2 separate regions of the Sus scrofa genome follow, and region 2 is linked to region 1. The links are chromatin contacts, called in public HiChIP or PLAC-seq maps. All regions are on one chromosome and are shown on one strand. The core of a region is the stretch at or near the end of the contact, and the rest is flanking DNA. Distances in the headings are between cores, read along the strand shown.

Region 1 (6,754 bases), core at 2,231-4,730:
TCAGCACTGCCCCCTTGGGATTCATACAACCACGACCACACTGAAGTATGTTCCTTCAGACTACACTGTTATTTCTCCCACCAGCCCAACAGCCACTCTCTCCTCAACAGCAGGGATGCTGGATTCTCTCAGACTGTCCTCTGTGTCTTAACACAATGTAGGCCAATTCTACTTGAGGCTGATGAGATAACGGTAAAAGGCAGTTTTTGATCCTAGAACACTTCTCTCTCTAAACTCATCCACAGACTCAGCTTCTTTCGGGAACGGCAAATAGGCCTCCTCCCCTGCCAATTCTGCTTGCCTGGAAGTGACTGCCTGGAGAGCTGTGTTGAGAACGTTTCTGCGGCTGCATCCAAACATGGTAGGAAATGGGGATTTTATTGACTGGCCATCTATGGGGCAGCTATTTGCTTTCCAGCCTTGAGACCCTGGTTTGAAGACCTCCATCGGTTCTCGGATGTCTAAAGGATTAAGTCCAATACACTCAATATGGCACACATGGCACTTTGCAGTGTAGTCAGTGACCTACACAGCAGCCCACACCACCCCACCACACACTCTAAAGCCCAGCCACACTCAGCTGTGTTCTGTGTCTTAAATGAACCTCTCTCTTTCAGGATTCTGGCCTTTGCAAATGCTATTCCCTTTTCGAACGCTCTTTCTCCTTACTCCCTTTTGATACCTGATTTCTCTTACTTTCCCTGTGAAAAGCTCTCTCCTTCATGTTCCCACATCCCCTTATTTGTCCCTTTGCCATTATCCTGATTTACCGAGATTTGTCTTTTTGCATTTCTAGGTCCCCCCAGAGAAGGGAGGTCCTAAAGAGCAGAGTCCCATCTTATTCACCACCAGCGGAATACCAGCCACAGATAAGGCACTTGCTATTGTACTGCTGCATGAAAGAATTCTTTGGAAATCTCCCCTTTTCACTTCTCCAAGCTGTCTTTCAGAGATGTAAGAATTAGCCTCTACGATGGCCTTGCAAACCTGCAGAGGTACATCTGGCCATCCGATCAGGTGTGTCACCTCTCTAGCATAACCACTGCCAGATGTCTGTTGCCCCCTGGACCCCAGTTTAGGAACTGACGCTCCGTATCACTTTGATTTACACTAACTGGGTACTGAATAGATTGAGCAGAATGGACCATTTCATTCAATCCTTCACCAAGCCTCACTGTCCTAACTTCAACACAAGCACAAACTAATGTGTATCTGTCTCCACTGTCATAACCAGTTCAGGCCATGGTCAACTCTCCTGGGCTATTATAACAGCCTCCTAACTGGTATCTCTGCTTCCCTGTTCCCAGTGTCCAATCCATTCTCCACTTAGCCCCCCTTAGTTTTCTTTCAGATCCTGACACTCCTCTGCTTAGAGGCCTTCAGTGGCTTCCTACTGATTCTAGAAAAAATGCAAACACTCTGTGGCCTCCAGGGCCCAACAGTCACCAGCTCCTGCCTCTGTCTTTGCCACTTCCCACTCTGGTGCACTGCTCCTTCATCCTGGAAGGCCCCTGCCCCAGCTCTGCCTTTGAGATCTCAGCTCAAAATGTCGCCCCCTCAAGGAATCCTTCCCCGACCTTCCTACCCAAAGTGCACAAAACACCTCTGAGCACTCTCTATCCCCCAGCCCTATTTCTTTTATGGCACCTAAAATCTACAATCACTTTACCAATTTACTTTACCTTTTTATTCGCTACCTCTGATCCTAGAATGTGTGCTCCACAAAAGCTCCAGAAAGGACAGACCTGCCTGCCTCCTTCCCTGCCACACCAGAGTCTAACACAGGGCTTGGCTGAGGGCAGGTGCTAAATAAAAACACATTTATTGAGATCCAAATAAATACATTTCTGAGGATCCCAAAGACAGGGTTATGCTTCTTAAACATTAAGTAATAAGCTGTAGGACGTGGTGCTTGGAAGTCAGGAGACCTGGGTTCTAGGTCACTAGCGTAGGTGAAAGACAACATAACAACATGAAGGATTCAGGCAAGATGCCAAAGTAAGGAAAACAACCTGTATTGGCCTTAGAGAAAGTCAGGAAAGGGGAGAGCCCTGTGGCTGGAGAGGCCAGGGCAGGCTTTAGCGTTCCAGGACACAGCCCCAGGGCAAATGTCAGAGGTGTGGCGCAGCCTGCCAGGAAAGGATGGTGTTTCCTGAACTGGCAGAAGACTAAAGAGGCGGCATCAGACCGACAGCTCAGATCAGACACTTGAAGTGGCCTCTGGGTGTGGGGGTAGGGGGGTGGGGCCTGAGAGAGAACGCTACGGAGAGGACTTCAGCATGACCTCAGCTTCTAAATGGATTAAATGGGAGGGGGTGGGAAGAACACTGGATGAGAAGTCAGAGGGGGAACTAGAGGAAGGAAAGAAACATTGACTGAGCACCTGGTCCACCACAGACTCTGTGCTATTCAGTTTACATACATGCATGCAGTGTTGTAAGCACCCTCCCAGGGAGGTCGCAAGATCTTCATTTGATACAGAGGCTCAGACAAGTTATGCTAGCTCTGTGAATATTAGGATGCTTATCTGTAAAAGGGATGACAATAAAACCCATTCCCCACATCTAGTGTGACACTGCAAGGATGTATGGTGCAGAGCACCTTTCACCATGCTGGATGCTTTCGCAACTTTACTGTCATCACTAATGTGGATAACCATCTATAATACTAACGACTGGTGGCGTGTATGACGTCACAGAGCAGATGAGTATCAGAGGTGAGACGTGCATGCTTGAGGGCGCTTTCATTCAGTCAGGCTGCCCCTTAGAAGACCAGGACTTGAAAAACAGCTCTGCCAATAATTAGCTTGGATACATTACTGCACCTTGTTCTTTGAATCTGAATAAAGGGGCCAAGAACTCCACTCTACAGAGCCTGCAGGGATGCTGGAGGAGAAAATCACCAGTGAACAGAAATGTGCATTGTGTGTGCAGATGGAAACTGGGATGACTGTCACGGGCGCCCTGAACGGGGGCAAGTATCTTCAGGCTGGCAAGATTCGAGTGTGGTAGATGGTGACCTATGAAGCCAGAGCCATGCCTGAGGCACCAAGGATTCCACAGGCAGCAAATGGCCTTGAGTTGACAGTGACTGTGCTAGCTCCGTCCAAAGGCTAGTGCATATCTTGTTAATGCTCCCCTGGAAAATAAAAACAGTGTGGGCCTCCTAAGATGCCATCAGAAACACAATTCAGGAGTTTATCCAACCCGTTGGGAAAATAGCTCCTCGTAAAATCAGCTTTAGGAAAGAGCTGGCGTGAGAAGGGGACATAGCGAGAATTCTTACAGGGGTCAGATTGCAGCAACGTGCCACCCTCGGAACCTGAAAGGATTTCTCTGTAATGAGGACCGTGTTTTCTGGGGAAACTTAAGCCAGGTGGGCTAACTGCTTGCTGAGCCTGTGTCTCCTCAGGCAGAAACAGGACAGTGTGTCCCAGTCCACTGCAGGCTGCCAGTGGGCTGACACACGGCCTGCATTTGTGCTCTGGGGAGCGACGAATGTTCTCTCTGAGCAAAGCATACACACCCAGGCCACGTGCACACACTAGAGTTGGCTGCTGATCCGAGGCAGCTGATCAGGGGCCCCACAGAGCTTGTCCTGCTCTTACGTCCTGGGGTGCTGGCTTCTAGGCTTAACTCATCTGACCCTCGCACACACAAAACTTGGCGAGGTACTGGGGACCTGGTTTTGCAGACCAGGAGAAGGAAATTCAGACAGCAACTCGCCCAGGTCACGTAGTTAGGAGAAGGGGGAGCCGGGATTTAGCCGAGGTCCTTCTAACTGCAAGGACACTTTGGTCCTCGGCAGACTTGCCTAAGGCACATTTAGTTTTCAAGATAGAAAGGCAAAGCCAAGAATGAGAGAAGCTTAGAGATGTGATTCTCAGTCTACCATCCCACCTGACATACGGTCATGTGACCCCTGCAGGAGGGCCTCCCCAGGTCCTCACCATCCACTCCAATTGTACCAAGTTCTTTGTTCCACTAACGTAGGCAATGTCGGCTTCCCCTGGGTGCTTAAATTGGCATGGTCTCCCCCACCCCCCACCACGTGCATGTTAAATATACCAGGGGATTTTTGCAAGGACACCATGCTCCCTGTCGCGATGGTAATCACTGTCCTGAATTCATGTGGCTGGTGAGTTTGGATTTTCACAAGGCAAATGTTCTTAGAGCATGTATCTGTCCCACGTGGGTATTCACAGATCCTATCACATGGTGCCAGGGTGAGATGAGTCACTCCTCCATTCTCCCCCTTCCTGCCCGTCAGTCCCGATAAGGACACAAAGCCTGCGCTGCCACTTCTCTCCCCACCCCTCACCTGGACACAAAGAGATGCTCTCAGACAACAAACTGGGACATGTGGCCAGTTGGAGCTCAGACTGCCCAGCCGAATCCCTTTCAAAGTGGAGAACTGGCACTGAGGCAGTCACTGTCTAGGGAGACTCTGTGAAAGAGAGGAAACCAAGACAGACCTGGGAGTCTCAGCTGCCGAGGGAGCCCTGACAAACCAAGTCTCCGAAGTCAAGGACATGTCCCCTGGATTAAGTCAGCAGTCAGCATCCTGGAGAATTAGTATTCAGAGAAAGGGCAGCATCCTGCTTGGTTTCCGTCTGATCACAAGGACAGCAATGCCAGAAAGGTTCTGGGGATGACACTCCCCAAAGAACCAGAGGTCTTTCTGACTTGGCATTGTGCCTGACATGTTGTAAATATCTATTAATAGCAGATATTTTAATTAATTAGTGAAAAAAGAAATGAACACACATCAGACACAAATATCTCACCCACAGATGTGGGGAGAAAAATACCTAAAACAACATGCATCGATACCTGAATTGCTTTCCCCGGAGAAGCGGACTCTCTCCCTAGGTTGTTCCTACCCTTCCCTCTGGCTGAATTCTCTCACAACACCCCTTTTCTGGTAAGGAAACAGAACCACGAAGGGTGAGAAGCAAATGAGCCCTCAGACCAACTGGACTAAACAAGCCTGACCCCCAGAGAGTCTGGATCTGAGTCAGAGTGTCCAAAGGCATTCCACGGCCATTGTGTCCTATTGTTGGCAGCCCTGGGCACGAACACCTACATCGAGATGCCTAAAAGGCACCACAAATGCAGTGTGCTCCAGATCAGATTAAGATCTATCTTTCTACCCAAATCTGGTGGTATCTTTCTCTACTTTTTTTGGTTTTTTTTTTGGTCTTTTATTTTTTTAGGGCCGCACCCGCAGCATATGGAGATTCCCAGGCTAAGGGTCCAATGTGAGCTGTAGCCACTGGCCTACACCACAGCGACAAGGGATCCGAGCCGCATCTGCAAACTACACCACAGCTCATGGCAACACCGATCCTTAACCGAGGGAGCCCTGACAAACCAAGAGAGAGGCGAGGATCAAACCAGCATCCTCATGGATACTAGTCGGGTTCGTTAACCACTGAGCCACAAGGGGAACTCCTTTTTCTACCTTTTTGTTGTTGTTGTTGCTTTGTTTCAGCTTAGAATGGCAGGGCCATAGTTCGCTTGTATATCCAGAAACCTCTCACACTTTCTCTTTCTGCATAGCTATATACAACCCATCATCAAGTCCTGCCAATTTACCTCCTAAATATCTCAAACCCCTTCTCCCTCCTCACCTCTGATAATCTCAGCCCAATCCAGAGTTCTTTGTTTTGGGGACTAAAGCAAAGGTTTCCGCTTAACTGGTTTCCCCACAGGCACTCTCATACCCTCCCACTCATTCTCAAGACCACTGCCAAAAAGATCTCTTACAAATACCAAATTGGTCATATGGCTCCCCACATGTGTAGCACAAATGTACATCAGCCTTCGAATCTTTCAATGGTCCCCATGCTCTTAGAATCAAGAGGAAAAACTCCTTCATGAGGCCCTGATTTCCCTCTCCAGCCCCTTCTCTTGCCCCACATGCTCCTCACTCTGTACTCAAGTCATACTGACATTCCCAGGTCTCTGAAAGCACTAAGCTGCCTCTTACCATAGGGGCCACATTGGTCCATATGCTTGGGAAGCGTGTCTCCACTTCACTCACTCCCTCACCTAATAAACTCCTAATGAGCCTTCAAATCTCAGCTGTTACTTCCTCAGTAAAACGACCCCTGATCACCTGAAGCAGATCAGGACCCGTGTCATGTGCTCTCACAGCAACCTGTCCCTTTCTCTCACAGCCTTTATTCTAGTTTGTAATTTCATATGACCCATGCAATCATTTTAACAGTGTTTGACTCCCCATGAGACCGTAAGTTCCTTGAGGGCAGAGATCATGTTTGTCGTATGATCACTGTATCTCCAGCTTTTAGCACAAGGCCTGACACATGTCAATAAAAATCCACCGAATGAATAAATAAAATATAGCTCTTTGCGGGTTTATTCCAGCCAATCACAACAGGTTCCTTTCTAACATCATCCCTGAAGTTCTCCTGAGTTTGTCTTAGGCTACTCGGAATTGTTGGTTTTTGGCTATCTCTCCTCACCCCTCTAATATGTACTATGATGCGCTACCTCCTATAGATCAAGAGATCATGGCATTGTCAGCAGCATCACCATGATCATCATCACCATGGTTACACTGATGGAGGATTTCCTTACCATGTGTTAGGCACTATGTCAGGTATCACGCATGTGGTACCTGACATAGTCTTCATAGCAATGAGGTATACATTACTACTTTGCTGATAAAGAAACTGAGACTCAAGGCTGGTGGAACACGGTGTGTAGCCATGATGTGAACCTTGGTCTAA
Region 2 (6,423 bases), core at 1,383-3,882, 240 kb before region 1:
CCAGAGAGGTTAGACAGCTTACCCAAGGGCACATCACTTGCTAGTGACAGCAGCCAGCCATTTTGGCTCCAGCCCTTTAAACCACTGTTCCAGGCTGTATCTTGAACAAAGAGATTAAAACAGAAATAAAACTCTAGAGAATGGAAGGTGAAAAATCACTTGAGTGTTTAAGGTAAAACACAAGGCTTTGTACAGACTGTCTTCTGTATTTGCAGTTCCACATCTGCGAACCCACCACAGGTAGAATTTCAGATGTGAAACCCATGGATGTGAATCCCTATTTTATGTAAAGGAGTTGAGCATCTGTGGGTCCTGGTGTCCACACGGGGTCCCAAGGGACGACTGTACCTCAAGGTCTGTCTCTCAGCCTCTCCCCTGTTAGGACTTTCGGACAAATGACTGAGAACCTCGATCTGGATCCACCTCAGTCTTTACAAAGGAGGAAGCTGAGACTCAGAGAGGGGAAGTGACTTCCCTGAGGTCACACAGCAAGGCACTCAGTGCTGTACTCCTCTGGCTGCCCCATGCTCCTGGATCCCATCCCTGGGGCTGACTTGCCATAGTTAAGAGCCTGGACTCCAGTCCTGCCTCCCTCGTCCCCCATCGGTGTGACTCTAGGCCTCACTCCCCTCATCTGTAAAGTGGGGCCAACAGTGTCATCACCGTCTAACTTCTTATAGACTTTGCTTGTTCATTATATTTACTGTCCCCACCCCCGCCACTTGAATGTAAGCTCCTCAAGGACAGGGTTTTTGTCCTTTTGTTCCCTATTGTGTCCCCAGTGCCAAGAACAATGCCTGGCACATGGTGGGCCCTCAGTAATATTAGCTGCTGAATGAATGAGTCCACCACCTCACAGGCCTCTCTTAGGATTTAATAAAACCAGCAGGTAGAGGGCTCGTTTGGCATTGTCCTGGCACAGAATAAGTTCTTGAACAAGAGCAGTTGTTGTTCAGAGTTCCCGTCGTGGTGCAGCAGAAACGAATCCAACTAGGAACCATGAGGTTGCAGGTTCGATCCCTGACCTTGTTCAGTGGGTTAAGGATCCCACGTTGCTGTGGCTGTGGTGGAGGCCGGCAGCTATAGTTCTGATTGGACCCCTAGCCTGGGAACCTCCATATGCTGTGGGTATGGCCCACACACAGACAAACAAACAAACAGTTGTTCACATTAATAATGAATTCTTCCCCTTGTTACCTTATAGATTCTCACAGCTGCCCGGGGAGGTCTACGCAGTTCCTCCTGGGGCCCTGGGGGAGGGGAGGCGCCCACCAGACCCTGTGCTGGGTTTTCACACACTGTCCTTCCCTCACAGCCTAGAGGCATTCATTCCCTTGCCCACAACACAGCCAGCATGCTGGGCAGGGACTGCACCACACCTGCCCGTGGATTCAGGAACTGACCCTGCAGGGCCTGTGGGTTGGGAGGTGTGGGGGGGATCCACCCAGCAGAGAACTCCACTCTCTAGAAATAAGCCGCGGTGGAGCCGAGAGGGAGGACAGTGGAACCCAGCCCTGGGCCTCCGGGCAAGCCCCTTCCCATCTCAGGGGCACTTTTCCCTTCCCTGGGTTGGGCTCAGTGTCCCTGGTCCACCAGCTCTGACCCTCTGGGATCCCGTGAGGAGCGGGACCAAGAAAACTGAAACCTGGCAAATCAGCAAACCCGAGCCTGTTGTAGTCTGTCCCATCGACGGTAACTCTACCTGGACGGCCGGTTCCATCTGTCCTCCTCACTGCTGTATCCCAAGAATAGCGCCTGTACATGGAGGGGCTGCAGAGAAGTTTGCAGGAAAGAGGGAGGACAGAGGGAAAGCGGAGAGAAGGAAAGAGAAAGGAAGACAGGAGGAGAGGGAGGAGGAAGGAGGGGACAATCCGGTCACCTCCCCAAGGCTGGGCAGTTGGGGCTTTAGCCTCCACCTTCCTTCCCTCTGGGTGGAGGCAGGGTGTGCTGAGGGGGTCCAGCGGGCAGAGGGGGGTGGGCTGAGGAGAGGCGGGGCAGGCTCCGAGATGTCACTAAGATGGCAGAAAGCACCTGGGTATCTGGCACCTCCCTGCATCTGGACCCCTCTCTGCTGACCTGACCCCCTGGCTCTTTGCAGACCCAGATGTGGTGTCTTTGGAGGCAGCGGACAGACCCAACTTCTTCCTCCACGCCACGGCCAACGGGTCTGTGCAGCTGGCTAAGTGGCAGGCCAGCGATGCCTTCCACCACCAGGCCTCCTTTGCGCTGCACCGGGGGACGTGGCGGGCGGGCCTGGTGGCCCTGGAGTCCCTGGCGGAGCCCGGGGCCTTCCTTTATGTGTCAGGCCCGGTGCTGGCCCTGCGGCTGTACAAGCGCACGGAGGCCTTCCGCCGGGGCACGCTCTTCCGCCTTCTGGGTAGGTGTCTCCCCTGCCTCACCCCAGCCTCCTCGGCCCCTCACAACTCTCCCCCACTCCTCACCCTCACGTCACCCTTCCGATTGCCCCCAAGAGACAGGATCCCTCATTTGCCTGGCACAGGAAGGTCATATGGGTGCCCCCTCCAAGATGGCAGGTGGTCTGGCCTCTGTGTTGGTGGCCTAAGGAGCCTTGGGCAGTGTGGCTTGGGGCCCAGCCAGCTTCCTGGGTCCTGCCTACTCCCACAGGCCATTTACACGGTCTAAAAATAGGACGGCCTTTGTAGAAGCGAGGAGAAAAGCGATCATCGTGGCCACAGCCTGCGTAGCCCGCTGGCTCAGGTTTCTTGCTGATGGGGGCACATGCCTGCCCTGCGAGTCAAGGACCGCTCCCTGGGGCACAGGCTGAGGAGCCGAAGCCCCCTTGTTCCCCATGGGAGGCCTAGGAGCCTGGGCGGTGATGGGGCAGCTTCGTGCCCTTACCAGCCAAGACCAGCAGGTTCTAGGGCTTTGCCAGCTCCCTGGCAGGTGGGTCTGCCCTAGAAGTCGTTGTTCTCTGCCTAAACCCGGCAGACAGCGATCACGGTTTCCTTACTACTCCAGATTGGCCTGTCTGTCTGCACATGCACATGTATGTGAGGACACCCGTGCTGTATGGGTGGCTCCATTTACATGCACACATGTGCAAACGTGTCCCTGCCAGCCTGTCATTTGTCATCCCTCCCACCCCCAGCCCAGGGCTGGGCCAGCTCATTTTTACATTCAGTGGTTGTCCCACAAGTCCCTCAGTGAACCCCACCCAGCACAGATTCATCGCTGGCTCTGATGGCCAGAGTTGTGTCCCTTGTTGGGGGTACCAGGGTAGAGTGGAATGAGCACAGGTTTTGAAGCCAGACAGCCCTGTTCTTGAATCCTGACCCTGGTCCTTGGTACTTGGAGGAGCCCCGTCCCCCACCCCCACCCACCCTTCCGTTTCTTCACCTGAACAACGGGGATATTTGCCTGGGAATGTTGTTTTGAGAATTGACTATATCTCTCAGGCTTTGCTCTGGACCTGGCTTATAGTAGGTCCTCCCCCGATGTTCCTAGTTCTGGTCTCAAGGAAAAGTATATTTCAGAGTTCCCGTCGTGGCTCAGCAGAAATGAATCTGACTAGTATCCATGAGGATGCAGGTTCGATCCCTGGCCTTGCTCAGTGGGTTAAGTATCCAGCATTGCTGTGGCTGTGGTGTAGGTTGACTGATACAGCTCCTATTTGACCTCTAGCCTGGGAACCTCCATATGCCATGAGTTCAGCCCTAAAAAGATAAAAAAAAAAAAAAAAAAAGAAGAAGAAGAAGAAAAGAAAAGAAAAAATTAGACTTCTTCATACTCAGCAGTAGTGTGGGGCCTGGGGAGCCAGGATGGGACTGCCTGGGTAGGGCTGCTCCCCCAGCAGGAGCCTGCCCACACCTCCCAGCTCAGGCCATGGTTTCAGAGACTGGTTACTTGTGCCAGCATGGTCTGGAGTCTTGTCTGCCTTGAAGCCCACAGTAGTCTCCAGACTTTCCCTTAAGATCCTTCATTTGTCAAGGTACTGGCCACAAGGCCTTTTTTGAGGAACTCTCCTCTGGGAAAGTTTAATATACCCAGCCACTTCTGTAAATACCTGTGAAGTGTTCAGTGTAGTGCTTGATCTTAAGAGTTGGCTGTTATTGTTATTATCAGAGGGCGAGCCTGGCCACTATGCTCCCAGAGGAACAGGGCCACTGGGCAGCCTTATGGAAAGATCAGGGTCCCAGCCTTTTCTTTGGCCACCTCTTGAAGCCCGACTCCAACTGCCCACTCCATAGTCCTTCCCCCATCCTGGTCCTCAGCCTCTACACCAAGTTCCCAGCGTCCCATCCCAAGGATCCCCAGACCCCAACCTCAACTTTCAGGAATACGGTTTCCCCTTAAGTTGGCTTTTCTTTTCTCTTCTCTTCTTTTCTTTTCCTTTCTTTTCTTTTTTCTTCCCTTTCCTTTCCTCTTATTTATTGTATTATTTGTCTTCACTCTTCCTGCATGAGTCTATTTATCTTTTCATGGAGCCAGGCGGGCATGGGCTGAGTTGGGATGAGCTCTCTGCTCTGATCAGGAGCTGGTGCCCAGTCTCACTCAGTCTCAAGACCCTGGGTTGGGTCACCTTTCCAGATGCCAAGCCCTCGGGGGCTGCCTACCCCCCCTGCGAGTGGCACTATGATGCCTGTGCCAGCCCCTGCTTCCGAACCTGCCGGGACCCATGGGCAGCCAGCTGCCGGGATGTTCCCAGGTGAGGTGGCATGGAGTCACGGTGTGGGACATCAGTGTGTTTGAGCATACACCTGTGTGAACGGGTTTGGACATAGTCTGGGTTTTGACATGAGCAGGTACTGAGGTGTGTGTGCATTCGCATGTACTTGTGTGCGCATGTTTCATGTACTGTGTACGGGGATGCGTGTGAACCCGGATGAACCTCCCTGCTATGTGAATATCAGTTTGCGCGCATGTGCATAGAGCTGAGCCCTGTGTGTGTTCATGTGGGTGTACAAGGGTGGCTGTGGGTGCACAGCTGTTCACAGCTGTGTGAATGTACATCTGTGTGAGCTGCATGTATTTGGGTGTTGGTGCAGCTGGGTGTGTGCACGTGAGGGTGTGAATACTGATGTTTCGACAGGCTGTGGGGATGTGTGTGTATCTGTGAGAATGTTTTTGAGCCCTGCAGGCGTGGAGGAGGAACATGAGAATGTGCCTAAATGGAGACACATGTGCGCATGTGCAAGCATGTGCACGCGGGTGCTCATAGCCAGACCTCACCCATGTCTCCCTCTTGGTCTGAGCGGCAGGAGTGTGCCGCATGAATGTTTGCGTATGTGTGCTCCTGTGCACCAAGTCTCCATGGAAGTTCTTGTGAGTGTGTGCATGATAAGCACACACTTGTGTGTCGTGAGAAAGTATGAGCCCTGTGCTCCATCCAGGTGACAGGAGGGGGCCCTCCCCATGCCCCAGACCACTCACTGGCACCCTGCTCTGTCCTCAGGATAGAAGGCTGTGTGCCTGCATGCCCCACCCCCAGGGTCCTGGATGAAGTCACGCAGAGATGCGTCTACTTGGAGGACTGTGAGTGGCCTGGACTTCTCAGCCCTCCTCAGATGTCCTGTAAATCCCTCAGGTCTCACTCACCGATCACGCCCACCAGAGCCCCCCAGGTCCCGGGAGAAGCAGGGTCAGCATAGAGGCCTCTGGAAGAACATTATAGATCAGTCAGGGACCTCATCTGGTCCATTCCCTCCCATTTCATGGAGAGAAAAAATGAGGTTCACATGGGGAAGGGACTGGCTTGGGGTTGAGTGTCGAGAATGTGTTCAGTCAGACGTAGACGTGAGGGCTCCTGGCTCTGGGCTCAGGTCTGAGGTATGCGGCCAGGCCCAGACCTACTGACTTCTCTGAGTCACCCATCACCATGTGACAGAGGTCTCTGGGTCATCAGGTAGTCTGACTGGCCATCAGAAGCTGCCTATAGCCCTCACCAAGGGTACCAGCTTGGGAGCCCCACATCTCAGCCCTGCCCAGCGTGGACCCCCTGGGAAGCATTTGCCCCATTGTCTGCATCTCTTCTCTTGTCTACGCAGGTGTGGAGCCTGCAGTTTGGGTTCCCACAGAGGCCCTGAGCAATGAGACCCTGCCGTCCAGTCAAGAGCTGCCCACCCCTGGTGACGAGGAGCTGCAGCTTCCCCAAGAAGTTCCTGGGGCCACACCCCACAGGCCAGCATTCACACCAGCTGCCCCTGTCACTACGGCCCTGAACCCACCCACGGCAGCCACCGAGGGGCCAACGCTCCCTCCAGGTCCCACCCAGGCCACTCTCCAGCAGCCACTGGTGGTCACTGCATCAAACCTCCCTGCCCAACCCACAGAGGCCCTGACCACCAAAGGAGTGACCGCCAGCCACCTGGCCACCCCTGGTGCCCCAGAGCCCTCATCCCTCCCCCTTTCGCAGCAGATGCTCACATCTGGCATGTGGCCGGGTGCCATGGAGACAACCAAGGT

Evidence for each region. HiChIP or PLAC-seq counts read pairs in DNA pulled down with a chosen protein or histone mark.
Region 2: an H3K27ac HiChIP or PLAC-seq map of skeletal muscle shows a contact between it and region 1. The contact joins two enhancer-like sites. A contact is called at or near these places in 1 of 47 Hi-C or Micro-C datasets (embryonic fibroblasts) and 1 of 2 datasets of contacts at active chromatin or transcription factors (skeletal muscle).

What each region holds. Positions count from the first base shown.
Region 1 is chr2:41,293,642-41,300,395 of Sscrofa11.1, reverse strand. The region is part of intron 10 of SERGEF (secretion-regulating guanine nucleotide exchange factor); the gene reads right to left. Among named protein-coding and RNA genes, the nearest start is that of KCNC1, 110 kb to the left of the region's middle. Within about 2 kb of position 3,480, at least 7 of the 83 cell types and tissues checked have an H3K27ac peak or open chromatin away from gene starts, as enhancers often do. A contact at or near this core is called in skeletal muscle, where this site is marked.
Region 2 is chr2:41,531,955-41,538,377 of Sscrofa11.1, reverse strand. It overlaps OTOG (otogelin), which reads left to right. Exons shown (of 57, transcript XM_021083273.1): 34 at 2,099-2,377; 35 at 4,549-4,666; 36 at 5,414-5,493; 37 at 6,006-6,423. Among named protein-coding and RNA genes, the nearest start is that of OTOG, 55 kb to the left of the region's middle. Within about 2 kb of position 2,632, at least 3 of the 83 cell types and tissues checked have an H3K27ac peak or open chromatin away from gene starts, as enhancers often do. A contact at or near this core is called in skeletal muscle, where this site is marked.